2 separate regions of the Sus scrofa genome follow, and region 2 is linked to region 1. Evidence: chromatin contacts called from public promoter capture Hi-C data. All regions are on one chromosome and are shown on one strand. The core of a region is the stretch at or near the end of the contact, and the rest is flanking DNA. Distances in the headings are between cores, read along the strand shown.

What was found. Promoter capture Hi-C pulls out the DNA fragments that hold promoters and counts their contacts.
Region 2: a promoter capture Hi-C map of liver shows a contact between it and region 1, with 5 times the contacts expected there. The contact joins the promoter of SHTN1 here to the promoter of HSPA12A in region 1. A contact is called at or near these places in 1 of 5 promoter capture datasets (liver), 6 of 47 Hi-C or Micro-C datasets (embryonic fibroblasts, liver and skeletal muscle) and 1 of 2 datasets of contacts at active chromatin or transcription factors (alveolar macrophages).

The regions. Positions count from the first base shown.
Region 1 is chr14:127,033,432-127,039,689 of Sscrofa11.1, forward strand. It overlaps HSPA12A (heat shock 70 kDa protein 12A), which reads right to left and starts at 3,728. Exons shown (of 17, transcript XM_021073398.1): 1 at 3,604-3,728. It overlaps ENO4 (enolase 4), which reads left to right. Exons shown (of 13, transcript XM_021073404.1): 1 at 1-3,769. The coding sequence starts at 3,605.
Region 2 is chr14:127,172,989-127,178,687 of Sscrofa11.1, forward strand. SHTN1 (shootin-1) reads right to left here and starts at 2,234. Exons shown (of 15, transcript XM_005671487.3): 1 at 1,570-2,234. The coding sequence starts at 1,627.

The sequences.
Region 1 (6,258 bases), core at 2,478-4,977:
CACTGAATTCACAGTCACTGTATCTAACCACTGTTACCTGGGCTGTGTCGTGTTCATACTCAAAAAGGGTAGGAAACACTGATCGCGTCCAACCCTCTCATTTCATTCATGAGGTCCCAGCAGATCTTGGGGACAGTGGGACTCCAGGTTTTCCAATTCTCAGAAAATTGTCCTACCCTCCCTCCTTAGATATGTTCCAGAATGTTCTACATCTTCTAAACCTTTCCTTTTCTTCCTTTCCCTCCTCTCCCTCCCTAGATATGTTCCAGAACGTTCTACATCTTCTAAACCTTTCCTTCTCTTCCTTTCCCTCCCCTCCTCAACTCCCCAGTTTCTACATTTAAGGTTGGCAGCATTCAATCCCTTTCAAGCTCTGTGCTCTGAGAGTACCTTCACTGAGATATTTAGCCTCAATATGAAATGTAAATACAGTCACCAAGGTACTAAAACAAGCAATGTATTAAGTATATAAAATATGCATATGCGTAAATGTAGCTTACAGCTAAAACCCTAGTACTTGTAATGTCTATGCAAAAGATAAATGGGAATTGTTATGAATAATAATTTTATTTACCCTGGATCTGTCAACACCAACAGGCTGTTAACCCCCAGCATACCAACTTTTCAAAATGCTTTTGCATCTATTATTATTTCCTTTTATTGTCCCAGTGGCTCACTAGGATGTAAGTGCTACTGAAGCACCAAAGAACTTAAGTGCCCCAAGGAAAAGTTATCCATTTGATCCACTTTTCCCCAGGTTCCTAGAACAGTGCCTGACACATGGTGGGCATTCAATAAATACTGGTTGACTGAGTGAATGACAGAGGTAAACAGAGACGGTAGGTTTATTTATCCCTGTAGCCTGCGTAGAGTTTTATTTTTATTTGAGGAAAATGGAATGATCCATAAGGGAAGAACTGAGTTCCTAAAAATCTCTTTTCAGTCTTCAATTCCCCTTTAATATTTGCCATAATATCCTTCCCTCACATATTTATTTTAGTTTAATTCTTCAAAGTTATAAAATACACTCACTCCAGGCAAATCAGATTCTACCAACACATAAAGACGAAAAAAGGTGGATTTTTTGCACTAAAAGATAAACTTTTAAGTTCTTTTTGTCCCCCCGTATCCTAAATAAATATCTTCCTCAATATTTATGTCCTTAGTTCAAGAGGATTGGTTGTCTTTTTCCCTCCTGAAGATTCACCTATTCTTACTCAGCTTTAAATTCCTTGTGGATGTCTTACGTCTGTGTCTTTAGTTCTTCCTTTCCTCGAGGTACCTCAAGTTCTACAATCCAAAACCAAATGCACCATATTCCCTCCATCAAAACCAGATCACTCTCTCATTTACCCCATTTCTCTCAACTGAGACAGAATTCTACACGCTATCCTTGATAGAGTCATCTTTGATTCCCCAACCCCACATCCAATCACTCAAAGGGGATTTTCATCTTTCCTTCCTATTACCTGCCTCATCCTTCTCTTCCATTGCTACCATTACTGTTTAGGCTCTTACATCTATGTTATTTTCTGCCTGGGTCTTCTGATTTTTGTAACCAAACACCCCCCGAAGCCTACCAACCACCTCTCACAACACCACTTTCATCTTGCCTAGCCTCTATTCAGAAGTTAGAGGGCTCCCCACTCTTACAGAATCATATCCCAGTCCCTTCACAATCTCACCTCGGACTGCTTTTCCATTCTTATTTCTTACTGTTCTTGAAAATAAACCCTTTGCTTGAGCCAGCCTGGTGTACAGCCTGTCTTCACCCAACTCCAAAACACCTGATTGTGAATTAAGGGTTTATTATGTATAAAATCCATTCATTCACTCAACAAACATTTAGTGACTCTCTACTCTCTCAGGTAATGTACTTATGCTGGGAATGCACTGGTGAACAAGACAGATCAAGTCCATGCCCTCAGGGAATTTAGAGGCCAGTGGGTTACAGAGGGGACAGACATCTCGGTCCCATCGCAGGACACTTCCAATCTCCCAGGAAAACATCAAATGAGTCAAGACGGCCCTAGAGGCTGGATTCTGTGGCTCCAGCTCCAAGCGGAGAGGGAGTGTAGAAGAAAGGAAGGGCTGGCCGCCATGGGAGCTGGAGTGGGGAGCATGGCTTCCTTGAAGATGTGGGACTCAACAGGCATTAAAGAAGAAAAGGATGGGCGTGTGAGCGAAGGGGATGCCCTCCATCTAAAGGGGTATGAGGAAAGGAAGAATGGTGGAATGGAAACAGCAGCAGCAGCACTGGCTTATTCTGAGCAAAGGTCATTCAGCAGAGAACATGTCCCTGCCAGGCCCCAGGCTCTGCTGTGGACATGAAAATGACAGACCTCACTCCTACCATGGAGGGATTTCCATCCAGCAAGACTAAGGTAGACCCGTGCTGATCTATTACACTCCAGAGAGTGAAATGTTCCATTAGAGAACTGGAGAAAATACAGAGGGAGTTCAGAAGGAGGCATGTCGGGTTCCTGCAGCAGTATTTATAGAAGCACATTATTTTTATACAGCCTACCTGCCTCTACTGAAAATAGCTATGTTCCAAAGTGTTTTCTCACTCATTTTCTCATTTTATTTGAACTGACTGGTGAAAGCAGGCAGCGTAGTTAAGATTGTTTTCCAGATGAGCAAAGTGCAGCATGAATGTTTTAAATGCTCTGCTTAGGTCACGAATACAAACAGGCAAGAGTTGAACAAGAACACCCAGTCCATCTCAGCCCTTTCCTGAAGCAGAAGTATCCAGAGCAGAGGGCGCCCATTAAAGAAGTTCTATAATTGCACCTGGCAGGTGGAACGAAGCCAAGCAGGCAGTCTCAATTTAAAAGGGCGAGATGCAGGTTCTGGAGAGGGAACATGACCCAATGACAGTCCTCCATTTCTGCTTCTCCTCAAGTCCTGCCTGCTAACACCCCCACCCCGAGGCCTGTCCTTAAGGTTCACCCCCAATTTTTCGGCCTACACTGTTTCTTTCTTCTACTGATTTCACCCCGCTTTTCTCTCCAGGACAGCGCAGTAAGCCCAACCAGCACACTGCGCGGCTCGGGGAAGGTAGTTAAATATCGGTCCAATGAATGAATTCCTGGGACCCCCACAGCTTGGTAAGGATGTCTAGAGTTCTCATAATCCTCCCAGGGAAGTGGGCCGGAACGGGCCGCCCCCACAGAGGCTCCCCGACCGCGAGGAACGATAGGGTGGGTGGAGGAAGCCTGACGGCCCGAGTTCCAGGGCCCCCGGGAAGCCGGCGCACCACCGCAGGCTCGAGTCCCCCAGCTGGAAGCCAGGGTTCCCACGCTTCCGCAAAAAGCGCTGCGTGAGAGCGTGAACCACTTTCCCGTCGAGAAAGTAGTGGAAAAAGACGCCGGGAGCGTGCTAGGCTCAGGAAGCAAGGAGCCCAACCCCGGGGGCCAAAGCCTCAGGAAGAGGGAGGGAGGGAGGAGGGGGAAGGAGCCATTCGCGGCTCCAGCCGCGGGAAGAACCCGGGGCTGGAAGCATCGCGAGATCTGAGGTCGTGATCTCGCTGCGTTGCCTAGCGACGGGGAGGACGCTCACGGGCCCCCAAGCTAACCCCCGCTGTAGCCTTAAATCTCCTACCATGGGGGAAGAAGGCGGCGGCCGCAGCTGTGGGACCACTAGGGAGCTGCAGAAGCTGAAGCAGCAGGCGTTGGAGTACTACCGGGAGAACGACGTTCCGCGCAGGCTGGAAGAGCTGCTCAACTCCACCTTCTACCTCCAGCCTGCCGACGTCTACGGGCACCTGGTAGGGACCTGGGACAGGAACCCTCTTCCCTCCAGCCCCTCTCCCCCGCCCCGCTCTGCGGCAATGCAGTGCGCCTGCGCCGCAGAGTCGCGCACGCGCGCCGCCGCCGCCGGGGGTCGTGGGGTGGTGGTTGTGCAGAGTTGCCACCGTGAAGAAAGAAGCAGAGCGGAAACCTGGGCGCAGGAGTCTCGAGAGAGAGAAAGTGGTGGACTGGAATCAGCTAGAGGAAAGAGGATTGTAGGCGGATTTGTAGCTACGGCGACTGCTCAGAGCCTGGCAGGTGTCCTTGTGGGCTCGCCTGCCAGTTGTCTTTTTAATCACGGAACTTAATACTCTGTAGCTCAGTTTACCAACCTTCAGTGGCCTCCTTTTGACCCCGGGATGGACGCCTTGGCATTTGCCACAACTTGGCCTCAGCCTATCCTGGGGCCTCAAACCCAGTAGGCTCCCATCGTGCCAAGTTTCAACCTATACTCCTTGGCTTCTGCGCCCTTGTCTACCTGGATGTCCATCCCACCTGACCAGCTCCCACCTAAACTTCAGATATAATCAAAATCCTGCCCATTTTATCCTGGACTAATCGTCCTTCAGTGTTCTTGTAGCATTCTCTGAAACCCTCCCTAGCCTGCTTTAGAGCTGTGCCCCTGGATCTAGTCTGGCACATACTTTTGCTTTTTTTGGGGGGGGGGGGTTTGCTTTAAAAACCTCCGCAGCATGTGGATGTTCTCAGGCTAGGTGTCAAATGGGAGCTGCAGCTGCAGGCCTACACCACAGCCAGAGCAACATCAGATGGGAGCCTCTGAGACATACACCACAGCTCACGACAATACCAGATCCTTAACCCACTAAGTGAGGCCAGGGGTGGAACCCATAACCTCATGGTTCCTAGTGGAATTCGTTTCCACTGCAACACTGTGGGAGCTCAGTCCATCTGACACACACCTTTACCTTAAGCAGTGGGCAGCTGGAACAAATACAAGCGTTTTCTCATTTCTAGAACCATAAGTACTAACCAACACCTACCTTCTGGAAGGCATCATGGTTGGGACTGGCAGGAATTTGCACCACGGCGAAGCACTAAGAAGCATGATGTGTTCACAGGGTTCAAGACCACATCTTGTTGAAGCGGTTAATATAAGGGATGTTCCACAGATGTTCATTTTTCTTGGTCACGGCCCATACGTCAGATTGGGGGAGGGCAGTGTTTACTGAGCACCTTGTGCTTTATGTGATTTCACTTCATCCCTAGGACCATGGTGAGATAAACATGATTCCTATTTTGCAAATAAAGGAATTGTGGCCCAGTAAATTTAAATGATTTTCCCAAGGGACACAGTAAATGACAGTAACACATCAAACCTGGTCTGTGTCCCTGGTACCTAGTAGAGGGCATGATGCATGATGGACTCTCAGGAACTATTTATAGGATGAAGGAGTGAAGGCAATGCGGCATTCCATTCTCTTTCCACTGTCTCTGTTTAGAGGAATTCCTGAAATTTAACTCGTCTAACTTCCTCATTTCATGAAGACCTTATCTCATAGCGACTCAGTCCAAAAGGAAAGACTGGAAACTTGGACTCTTGTCCCAAGTGTAATGCTCTTCCCAGTCTATTAGGCAGCAGGGACTTTGGTTAGCACAGCTCTCTGGGATCTTATACCTCAGTTAGGGGTGAATGCTGATGATACATGAGATGACTGGATAGGGTGATATATGCTGCTGTGCTGGCCTGAGGAATAGATCACCTGTGAGCCTGTGAAAAGGGATTCGTGGATGGGGCATATCCCTGTGGGCTGTGGTTTGGCTGGGAGTTTGGCTTGGGTTTGAAGGATGTTCAGGAATTGGGTTGGCAAAATGGCAACCTCCTTCTCGTTTCTCAGTCCTTGCCCTAGTTTTGGCCATCCTGATTCTTACCTAGTCTCTCCCTCTGCGAAGTCCATCCCACATTAGTGCTCCTAATCTTCAATCTGACCTTCTTTCTCTTGCTCAGAAGCCTTCTGTGGTTCTCCCTTGCATGCTGAGTGAGATCACACAGCGTGACTCATAATGCTTCCCCAGACCTCAGTAACGGGCGTATTTCTCCTGTGCCCTCCCCAGAGGCCCACTGACTTTTCCCTGAAGCAAGAACTTCCCCACGTCCATCCCCTCTGGTTTTCCTATTCTCTCTGCTGGAAGTATCTGCCCTCAACTTCTTCCCTTGTCTGCCTATTGAAATACTACACAAGCTCCAGCGTTCAGCTCAAATGCCATTTCTTCTACACGTCTTTTACATATTAGAGGAATTCAGGAATGGGAAAGATGCCTGTGGGCAGTAGAATACTATTTACACCTTGATAAAATGTGTAATTGAGGTTGTGATTGGGAATCAGGCAGATCTGGATTTGATTCTTGGCCCTGCCGTGTGGTAGCAGTCATAAACCCCTAGATTGATGGCCCCGGTGAACCACACCAACAGTGGGAACCATCTTGAATCTTTTTACTCAGGCTCCTT
Region 2 (5,699 bases), core at 984-3,483, 140 kb after region 1:
GCATCAAAAGATCTGGTATCCACTGACAGATACTACCAATAATGAAAGCTCCAACAGTCTAGAATAGGTATAAAGAGTCCTTACATTGGGCGGGTGAGGTGTTATTAGAAATAAAATACTAATAGAAACCAGCCCCTCACTGAAACACTTGAGAAATTCCAGATAAAGGCACTCTGCCCATCCACTAAGATTCACTGATGCTTGTGACTGACTTTATGACATCAGGCTAATCTAGGATGGGAGCTGAAGGTACTGAGAAGGCAAAAGCCATTAACATTTACCCAGCACTTTGTAGATACTAGATAGCACAGAGGAATGTATTCTGTCCATTTTGGTGAGGTTAAATAATTTCCCCAAGGTCATACAGTTACTAAACAGTCATGCTGAGATTTGTCTTCAGGAGTGCATACTCCAGAGGAATCCACATACTGTTATGGAATGGTATGTTTATGGCGTCAAGGAGCAACAGGTCATGGTCCTGGACAGACTTCATGAAATCATCTGGTTTAGCCCTTGCCTTTAGTCAGGTAAGGCTTGATTAGCTGTAAGACACATGGAAGGGAAGTGACTCTTCCAAGTTCCCAGAGTTGCTGAGTTGAGCCAAGAGAAGTGAAAGAGCTGGGACTAAACACCACAATTAGCCACAGAGCAGGGCCCCTTCCACTACAGGGCCATGTTAGCAAGTTATTCAGAAAAGCACACGTTCCTATACAATTCACTTCCTAAATTTGTATAGTTCCTCTCTTTCTTGACCCATATTCTCAGACCACCTTTGGTCTGGATAAAAATAATTTTAAAAGGTGTTAGGATCATATATGATTAGTAATTTGGCTTTGTTCATAAGTGTTAAGTGATGAAAATGACCAACTAAAACACTTCTTTATTAGGGCATTAAAACTATTCTTTATCTAGCCACCAGTAGAAATGCATGTACATGGCCTGGCTTTCCTGCAAACCACAGCCAAGTCTTAATTCAAGAAGCCCCACACGCGCAGGCTGTTGCCTCACAGACTAATAAATTACTAAAAATGGGAAGCGTTAAAACACACCATGGTCTGAAAATCCTAGCTGGGTAAGGAAAGAGGAACTAGGCCAAAGCAGATAGAAAAGCTGGAAAGGCTGTGAAGGAGTGCCGCAGGCCTCCCAGCCTCAATGTGCAAGGGTGGGGCCAAGACTAGGGAGCAGGGCGATCAAACCGCCCCCTCTCCAAGACAACCAACCCCACCCGCTTCTCCCGCGTGGAAGGCAGTACCGTGGGACCTTGTCCGCGCCGAATCCACGTCCCTTCCCCTAAACCTGCATCACTTGCTAAGCAACCAGGGGGTAACGCTTCCCACACAGCCCGGCGAGAGAGACACTCCCAGACACCCGCATGTTACCCTCTGCCCTGGGCTCCCCAAAGCGCGCGGGGCGCGAAGGACGTTTCTCCACGGGTGACGGAGCTACTGGGGTGCCCACTGCGGCCGCATCACTTCCCGCCCAGCTTCCACCACCCCAAACCAAGCGCCCCGGAGCCGTCCCCGCCCACGGGCCGTGCTGCCCGCACCTGGCGGCCACACGCCCGCCTACCTTGCTCCTTCAGACTGGAGATGAGCTGCAGCTGCTTCTCCTCGTCCGAGCTGTTCATTTTGGCAGGTGGGGCCGGGAATTAAAGGAAAGGAGGGAGAGGCGAGGGGTGCAGAGGGAGGGGGGAAGAAAAGCAAGATGCCGGTGGCTTGCGGCTTCACTACCCGGAAGTTGGATTAGCTCCCGCTCCTCCTCCTCCTGGCGCGGAGCGCGCGGGTGAGATCATCCCCACGCACCTACTCAGCGGCCTTGGCTGCTTCACCTGCAGGCAGGCGGCAGGCTGGAGAGAAGGGCGGAGACAGGCCGGCAACTCCGGGGGTGGGGACGATGGAGGCACCCGCGGTGGCACCGGGGCCGCAACCCGTGTCCTAGCCTGCGGCGGCTACTGCGGCTCGGCTTCCTCCGCCGAAGCCGGCGCAGGAGGATGCGCAGGCGGGAGGGCGTGCGGGCCTAAGTGAGTTCTCTCTGACTTGCTCCTGCACCCCTTCTCCGCTCCCACCCACCGCGGACACCCAGATCGCGTTCAGGAGAAAACCGGCTGTGGGCCAGCAGTAAAGATATCTATGAGAAGCTCACTTTGAACGCCGCCGAAGGCCTCTTTCTGCGAGCTGCCAATGTAGAGCGGGCCATAATGGGCAAAACACAGGATTCTTCCCCAATTCTCACAAGGTGTACCTGGGCGGCCTGGGGAAACATAGATGCCCGCAGGGGCAGGCTCAGCGTTGTGCATTGGCACCTTGAAAAGCTTAAAGATACTGAAACAGGCCGGGCCTACTAAATTACAGTGAGCGAAGAAGGGTGCGGTAGTTACCAGCTCCTAGCTCCTGGTCTGGCTTCCTCCAAGCAGCAAAAGGTTTGAGAGGTGGTCAGAAGTGGGCCCTGCTGCATGTGGACTGCCGGGCCTCCCCGAACTATCTGGTTTGCGGTGGAAACTCTTCTCTTCAGGGCAGACGTCACTGCAGTCCTAATGCCAGAGGTCACACGTATGCCTGGGAGCAGAGCCTGATGGAGTAAACCCCAGAATTTGTCCCACTTCACTGCCTTCTGCACCGTTTAAACCCACCTCTGAGTTAGAGCCTGACCAGAATAGGCCGCCAGATTTCAAAATGGCGCTCCCCAAACGCCAGTTGCCAGTCAATCGATCAAGTCCAAAGACTTCAAGACTCCTATTACATGGTAATAGGAGTTCCCTTGTGGCTCAGCAGGTTAAGGACCCAGACATGTCTGTGAGTATGTGGGTTCCATCCCTGGCCTTGCTCAGTGGGTTAAGGATCCTTCGCAAGCTACAGCATAGATGGAGAAGCCGCTCACACCATTGTTGCCAGGGCTGTGGCATACGCCTCAGCTGCAGCTCCAGTCCCATTGGGCCCCTGGCCAGGGAACTTCCATATGCCACAGGCGCAGCCATAAAAAGAAAAAAAAAGGTAATAATACTAGTACCTACTCTCCTGTAAGAGTTGTAAGTGTTGAACAAGCAGAGGAAGATACACAAAATATCACATCCAGAATTCAACATTCAATAGATGGTCTTTAAAATAAATAAATAAATAAAGGTTACAAGTCTGTGAAAAGGAGGTTTTGGATGCTAATTATAAATTAAATAGGCACGCGGTTCTTTTACACTAATCATTAAGCATGCAAAATAAATCCAAATTGAATTAGGCTTACTGTACATCTTGGTTTTCCTCACTACCTCCAAGCTCTTAATGTGGGTTCTACACTAGCACAGTGTTTCTGCTAATTCCTCTTTTGCTATTTTATGTAAATATCCAACTCCATTCACTGAGTGGGTCTCCATGATGGATGGGGAAGGAGAGCTAGAACATAGATAGGTAAATGCTGTAACTAGTATCTGATATTCCTACTAAATTCTAATTCAAAAGAAAATAAAAAAACAGTAGCACTGCTTTCTCTTCTATAAAGTCAACATAATACTTTAGCATGAGTGATTTAGTGGCAGAATGATCTAAAAGGACAGCATGGTGTTTTTAAACAGAGAACTAAAATTTTGAAACTTCAAAAATAATTTTGGTATAGGCTCTTAGTCAGTCCTTTCCTAGTTTTTCAGAAGATAGTTAAGACAGTTTCAGAGCAGCTGCCCCCCCAAAATAACCAAATGGCCTTTGCCTTAACTTTACCTGAGATATCTTTTTTAAATTGTATTGAAGTACAGTTGATTTATAATGTTAATTTCTGCTGCACAGCAAAGCGACACAGTTATACATGTATATTCTTTTTCATACTCTTTTCCATTATAGTTTATCACAGGATATTGAATATAGTTGTCTGTGCTATACAATAGGACTTTGTTATTTATCTATCCTATATATAATAGTTTGCCTCTACTAATTGCAAACTCCCAATCCTTCTCTCTCCCATCCCCCTCCCCTCTGGCAATCACAAGTCTGTTCTCTATATCTAGCGAGGCTTTTTGTTTCATAGAGATGTTGATTTCTGTCATATTTTAGATATAATATCTATATGATCTGAGATGATCTCAATCCTCAGAGTTTAAAAGGCCCAGGAAACAAGAGACAATTCAGACTCAACAACATGAAAATATGAATGATATGTGCTGCCATCAGGTATTTTGCATAAAAAGAAATCATTGCTTTCTGGGAAAAAAAAATAAAGAGATCTGAGTAAAAAATAATTCATGGCCACTTAGCTTTCATACTGCAGCCAGGAAACCTGTTATACCTGATCAGTCACTCTGACTGCTGGACAATGCCAGAGGCCTCCTCCAAACCTAAATAATCAAATATTTTCTCATATAACCCAAATACCAGCAGAGAACCTGTTAAATATTTGGGTTAATTCACAAGGTTCCACTTTTTAAATGGTTGATTTAACTGTCTACTCCAATTATATAGTAATTAGTTATCACTTTTAGAGTTTAAGAATGAGTTCATTATCAAATCTACAATCAAACTATATCAAATCTACAATCAAATTAAGTGCTTTGGTCCCACACAGAATCTACAGACCCTTGAAATTAATCCTGTTTACCTTCCTTGAAATCAAATAGCCTCCTGAAATACAATATAGTATTATCTTGAGGGCATGGAATGAATTATTAGGATGGCTATTAGAGTCAATTATTGGGATTCAGATCTCCCATTACACTATGGTTTATTTATATGATATGAATATTGATGGGAAGGACAGAAGTGATAATAATTAGTTTTTGTTCTCTTTAATAATGCACATAGGGATTTATGCTGCAGGCAGCACAATGAATTCATTACCCTCTATATAAAAAGTAATTTAAAACCTCTAAGATGTATATACATGTGTATATACACAGACATATATGGACAGAGAGAGAGGAAGGAGAAACTTATGAAAAACAAGTTGAAAGAATTATGTACCAAACTCAGGATAATGACTGCCTCTAAGGGCTAGAAAGTAGAGGAAAAGGCCCAAGGAGTGAAGAGCGGATTGGGAGAGAACAGTGGCCAAAGGGTGTTCTCGTTAATGTTTGCTTGTGTTTCCAGGAAATTAAAGTAAAATCCCATTATGTAATCCTTTGAGGTACATAAATAAAACTGAAATATAATACAAAAAGAAGGTTCATTTCCTTTGATCCACTGATTCCATATTAGAGAATCTAACCCTAGAAGGCTTTGTATAGAGCTATTTATTATAATGTTAATTATGATCTCAAAATAACATTGCAACAGTATTTAACAATAAAAAGAAATAAAGTATCCATACATGCTACACCATGGATAAACTTTGAAAACATTATGCTATGTGAAAAAGCCAGTCAGAAAACACCAGACATTGTATGTTTCTGTTTATACAGATTGTCCAGAATAGGTAAATCCATAGAGAGAGAAAGTTGACGGGTCATTGTCTAGGACTGGGGCTACTGGGGAACTTAGTAAGCAGCTACTAGCAGCTATGGGGTTTCTTATTGGGGTGATAAAATTTTCTAAAATTGTGGAGATGGCTGAACAACTCTGAATATATTCAAAACCTTAAGGTTGTACACTTTAAGTGTATATTTTTGCATAGGAGAGTTTGGTGGTATGTGAATTATATCAATAAAGCTGTTATAAAAAACAAGTTTTCAGAAGAGAACAATACACTACTTATATAACTCTATTAAATTTATAAGTTTCTTGTCT